2 separate regions of the Mus musculus genome follow, and region 1 is linked to region 2. A link is a contact called in public Hi-C data. All regions are on one chromosome and are shown on one strand. The core of a region is the stretch at or near the end of the contact, and the rest is flanking DNA. Distances in the headings are between cores, read along the strand shown.

Evidence for each region. Hi-C and Micro-C count contacts between places; a contact is called where the count stands out from the background.
Region 1: a contact with region 2 is called in a Hi-C map of Sertoli cells, with 6 times the contacts expected there. The contact joins two enhancer-like sites. A contact is called at or near these places in 2 of 484 Hi-C or Micro-C datasets (Sertoli cells and nephron progenitors).

What each region holds. Positions count from the first base shown.
Region 1 is chr2:31,588,109-31,590,808 of GRCm38.p6, forward strand. All of the region lies in intron 2 of Fubp3 (far upstream element (FUSE) binding protein 3), which reads left to right. Among named protein-coding and RNA genes, the nearest start is that of Fubp3, 17 kb to the left of the region's middle. Within about 2 kb of position 1,258, at least 14 of the 459 cell types and tissues checked have an H3K27ac peak or open chromatin away from gene starts, as enhancers often do. A contact at or near this core is called in Sertoli cells, where this site is marked.
Region 2 is chr2:31,362,378-31,365,218 of GRCm38.p6, forward strand. Hmcn2 (hemicentin 2) reads left to right here. Exons shown (of 98, transcript NM_001370902.1): 19 at 1,840-1,984. Among named protein-coding and RNA genes, the nearest start is that of Hmcn2, 49 kb to the left of the region's middle. Within about 2 kb of position 1,389, at least 3 of the 459 cell types and tissues checked have an H3K27ac peak or open chromatin away from gene starts, as enhancers often do. A contact at or near this core is called in Sertoli cells, where this site is marked.

The DNA.
Region 1 (2,700 bases), core at 8-2,507, 230 kb after region 2:
AGTTAGTATACACATTAAAACAGTGTAAGCCTTCACTATCATCACATTGGTCCTTAAAAGGGCTGGGTGTGGTGATGGCCTCAGGCCACTGCTCTTCACTCAGTCTTACACTGTTGTTCTTGGGTCAGGCCTTGGCTTTAAGGTACACTGGGAAAGGGGTGCAGGTTTTTATTCATGCTTGACTCTTAAGCATCCAAATGGCCCTATGTGATGGATGAGGAATAACAGAAGTGCTATTACAGGATGGAGGTGCAGCTCAGTGGTCATACACTGGCCTAGTGTGCAGGAGAGTCTGGGCTCCATCCTCAGCACCTTCTAAACAGTGATCTGAAAGTACCAGGATAAACAAGAAAGTCCATGTGGATCCAGGCAGCTTGGATGAGTGTGCAGTGTCCTGTGCTCTGCCCTAGAAGGCTGCTAATGACAGCATCTCCCTGGCAATGGGACAGTAGAGATGGTGGAGGCAGTGCCTCATGTAGCTGCTGCTGCTGGCCTTTTCTGCTCATGAGCAAGCAGGAGTGACACTGAGACAAACTTGAATTTGCACTTTTTGATGATAGCTTCAAACTCCTGATTCTTTACCTCTAAAGCGATGGGCTAGCTGGCATATTCCTAACTCATTTTCACTTTTGTTTGTTTGTTTGTTTGTTTGTTTGTTTGTTTGTTTGAAGATTGCAGACTAGTTTATTCCAGTCTGAGAGAAACTGCCAGACTTGTAGTTTGTGACTCTCAGAGCTGTTAGGAAGAAGATGTGGGAGAGGAAGAAAGCACTACACCTTTTTAGTTAGGATTCAGAAGAAACTTACATGTTGTATGGGGGTGTGAGGGGTGTCGTTGAAAGAGAATAAGAAACCTGAGCGTCAGGACAAGCATGCTTAGGATTTGGTCACGATCCAAAGAAGGGGTTGGGAGCTGGGCAGAACCTACCCTTGTTAAGTTAGGAATTAGGAAAGAAGGCAAGCTCAGTAGTGAGGAGCTATGAAGCAGTTGCCTATTCTGTCTTTGTTGAGAGTGTCACCAAATACACCAGGCAGGCCTGGAACCCTCAGTTCTCCTGTCTTCACTTCCCTTTTCTCAGTTCTCAAAAATAAGTCATTGGAGGCCAAGCATGATGGCATACACCTTTAATCCCAGCACTAGGGAGACAGGCAGACAGATCTCTGTGAGTTCAAGATCTGCCTGGTTTACATGGTGATTTCCAGGACAGCCAGTACTCAAAAATAGAAGACAAACAAAAAGTAGTTGGCAAAGCCAGTAACAGATTACTTGCTCAAGATCTTCCAGCTGGGTTCAGCCAAGGTGTGTTGTCTGGGACAGGAGTTGGCTGTGTGGGACACAGGAAGCCTTTGTGTCCCCCTTAACCACCTGGGCGTCACTGACCTTAACTGAGACTGGGAAAGGGCTGGTTATAATCAGAAGACAGCCAAAGGGAGGCCACAGGGAGGAGTGATAACACTCTGCGGCGGAGGGCTGGGTAAGAAAGCACCTGCTGTGAGAACAGGAGGACCTGCCTGGAGTCTGGGCTCTGGACAGTATCTAGTCCCAGCATTCCCCAGGAGCATGGAGGCCTGTTAGCTGTAGTATACAGTTGTATACTCCAGTGCTGACCTCAAGTCGTCATCTGAACCTCCAGGAAGCCCCCACTGCACATAAAGGTGCTCTTGCACACGGGTAGACTTAAAACAAAAACTGAGAAGGAAACCAGGCATGGTGGCGCACGCCTTTAATCCCAGCACTTGGGAGGCAGAGACAGGTGGATTTCTGAGTTCCAGGACAGACAGAGCTACACAGAGAAACCCTGTCTCAAAAAACAAAACAAAACAAAAACCATGAAAACAAAACAACAACAATAAAAACCCCTGAGGAACTTGGTTTTGGTTTTGCTGAGTATAAAAGTCCTGCCATTTCTCTTCTGGTAGGGCTGCACTCTGGAATCTGCCCAAAGCACCTGGGGTAGGGAAAGGGACAGATGAATATTAAAGTTGTTGCTTGTTATAAAGTTAGGTTTATTGTCTAGGGATACTTTGTTAGCAATTCTTTGCAGAAAGAAAAACAAGGAAAGGGTATGCTTAGCACCATACTTTTTTTATTTCAAGATTATTGCTGAAGCTAGCAGGCTGTTGCTTTCCTCAGAAAGAACGTCTTACATTGTCAGCTACCTCATGTCTAAGAAGTTGATTTCCCCTCAGCATCCCAGGTAGTTTCCATTGTGTGGGGTTCAGGGTCAGTGAGAATGACCCTGTGTGAGCCAGTGTGCTGGAATTAGCTAGGAGAACTCAGAAAGTGAGATGGTAGTGTCCTACGGGCCACCAGGAGGGCAGAGGAGACCTGAAAAGACATGCCATTTGCCATGTACATTGCCCAACATCCTTTCTCATTGCTGATTTTGGGGTTTTTTTTAGGTGCCCAATAAGATAGATGATTGGAACCACACATGCAGTTCTGTGTTATGCTTGTGTCGAGAGGGGGTAGGGTGGATTTTGGGCTTCTCAGCTTACCTGAGGTTGAGCACTTACTTGGTGGAATCTGGTATTCTCCTTTGGTGCCATGGCCCTTGAAGGCTGTGTATGTGGGAGTAGTGGTGTGTGCAGGTTTGGTTCTAGTGTTTGTGATGCCTCCATGTGTCAGGGAAGCAGTTAGAATAATAGCAGGTGTGAGGCCCACGACATGTACCTTGCCAACAAAAAGGAATTTCAGTTG
Region 2 (2,841 bases), core at 139-2,638:
TTTGGAATGTTCCCTTCTTCCTCACTCTCTGTCCTGGTTTGTCCCAGAATCACCTGTCTCATGAATTGCTGGCATTTGTGCTACCATGTCCCTGCTTACTGCCCAGTGGGAGGGTCTGAGGAGGGAGGGTGTAGGAGAGGGTCTGAGGAGGGAGGGTGCAGGGGAGGGTCTGAGGAGAGAGCATGCAGAGTGGCCAAACCACCCTGCTGTGATGTTTCCAGGAAGAGCCCGTGCCCTGTGTGGTTCAGTTCATAGCAGCACATGCAGGGGCCATTTCTTCACTCCATGGCACAGGGCCGTCTATACCATCACCCTGTGCCCTGTGTGTTTTCTGACTTCCCTGGGCCATTACCCTCGAAAGCTCTGTGCCCTGGAGACCATAAAGGATTCTCCTCAGTTCATGTTCATCTTAAAGCACCAGCTGCCGGGCAGGTGGCATGCCTCAGGAAGACAGCAGAGCTTGCTTGTGCTTTCTGCTCCCCATGATCTGCTCCTGGCCTGACCCACCACCAGGCAGCAGGAACAGCTCCAACCACACTGTGGTCCCTGCCAGAGCCACCTGCCACCTGCTGCAGGCTCAAACATGTCTAAGCATCTCACCACCCCACCTCCTCACCCCCCCACCCCATCCTAACAATTCCTGCCTCAGTTTCCCATCCGGCTAGATAATCATGTGTCCACGCACTAGCCCATGCTGTTCCTGCCGCTAGAACGCCTTTCCAGTCGCCCTTGCTTATCCTTCTCTTCCCTGTGCTGAGCTAATGGCAAAACAAGTGACATAAAAGCCACTCCTGGTTCTCTTCTGCATCCTTCATATCTAGTTATTTTCCCCATTCACCAGATAGGGAAACTGAGGCTTAGAGAAGGTAAACAGCATGTTTAAAATCAAATAGCTAGTAGGTGGCCAAGCTGGGCTTTAACCCCATGGCCATACTTCAGAGGCTTGAACCCATGCTAAATAAAGTTTTGTTTTGTTCTAAATAAAGTTTTATTGACACACATCCCCTCACGATTAGTCTATGCTTGGATCAAAATGCGCAACTGAGACAGAAATCATGCAGCCTAAAATAGTTCACCTCTGACGCTTGACGCAGACAGTTTGCCAACCCCATTTCAAGTCCCACATACAGCATTATCTCTTGTGCCTTTGATCCCCCAACTTAGATGGCTTCCTTCTAGCACAGATGTGATTTAGAGTCTCTTTGGGAGATGGTTGTTTATCCTGGCCTCAGCTTTACCAGTGAAATCAGAACCTCTGAGGTTAGCGATCATACCACTGTTATCTTTGGTTTAGAAACCCCCTAGGGTCCTCAGTGCGCAGGCAAGATTGTAAGCCAGGCTGCAGAGAGGCATTAAAGGATTCCTCTGTTAACTTGACCTTGAGACCAAAAGGCATAGTACTGACATCTCTGCCCTGACAGCCCTGTACAGTGAACACTGGCATGGGCTGCCTCCCTCCCTTGCTCCCTCTCCTCCCTTCTTCTCTCCTTCTCCCCTTCCTCCCTCCCTTCCCCAGCTGGGCTCTGAGCAGGTGTGGCTCTGTGCATACATGTGGCACATGGAGTGTGTCTTAGGTGTATGGGCTCTACTTAGGCAATCTTTAGCCCCACTACTTCCTCTGCAGCCTGTGCAGTTAAATATGGTAGACTCCTTGAGGAGTTCCCCCCTTACCCTGTTGATCTCAGGAGATGGTGGGTCTCAGAGAAGGATGAGGGCTGAATGTGCACCCAACCAGGCTCTTCTACCAGCTCTGGTCCCCGGCCTCTTGGTCCAGCACCCTGAGATGGCCTGGAGGACAGAGAAGCTTCATCTGTGCTCCTGCTTCTCTGCCCCCACCAGCTCCCCCCAGGCAACCGGCATGCTGTCCGTGCTGACGGCAGCCTACACCTTGACCGAGCCCTGCAAGAAGATGCTGGAAGATACAGCTGTGTGGCCACCAATGTGGCAGGCTCTCAGCACCGAGATGTGGAGCTGGTGGTCCAGGGTGAGTCTTAGATACCAAGATGGTGGTGGCGGACCGAGAGAAAGCACGTGAGACAACTTGATCTTGAACAACATGTCTTCACTGCAGGGACATTAGAGTTGACATATTCCTATACTGTCAGTAGATAAAATGCCAGTTGTAGTTTCTATACTTTATACATGTGCCCTGTCTGCAGCTCTCCCTCAGTAGCCATGGTGAATTGGTTTCCAAACATCCTTTGCTTATAAAAATCCATACATGCTCAAGTATCTGAACTGGGCATGTGGCTCAGTTGGTAGAGCGCCCACCTGGCATGTCCAGGCCTTGAGCTCCATCCCTTTCACATGAACAAGATGTGGTGATGCACACCTGTAACCCCAGCACTTGGAAGATAGAGGCAGGAGAGCCAGGAGCTCAAAGTCACACTAGTGAATAAGAGGCTAGCCTGGGCTACAGAAAACCCTAGATAGGATTTGTACAGGACTTGTCACATCCCCCTATAGACTCTAGGTAGCTTCTAGTGCCTGGTAGAATTGAAACATTTCAAGTGATTATTATTTTTATTTACAAAGGGACAATATGTTTTTCAGTTGAAGTATTTTTCTTTTTTAAAAAATTTTTATTAGATATTTTCTTCATTTACATTTCAAATGCTATCCCAAAAGTCCCCTATACCCTCCCTGAAGTATTTTTCTAAACATTTTCCATCTGTGGTTGGTTGAACCTGTGTAGGAATACAGGATTGGCTGCATATATATTTAGGACAGCCATCTATGAATGTACTAGTGGAAAATATATATTCATTATGCATAATACCTAAATATTTTTTATATGGTTTGTTATTTTTGTTTTTGTTTGTTTAAGAGTAAGTCTAGCCC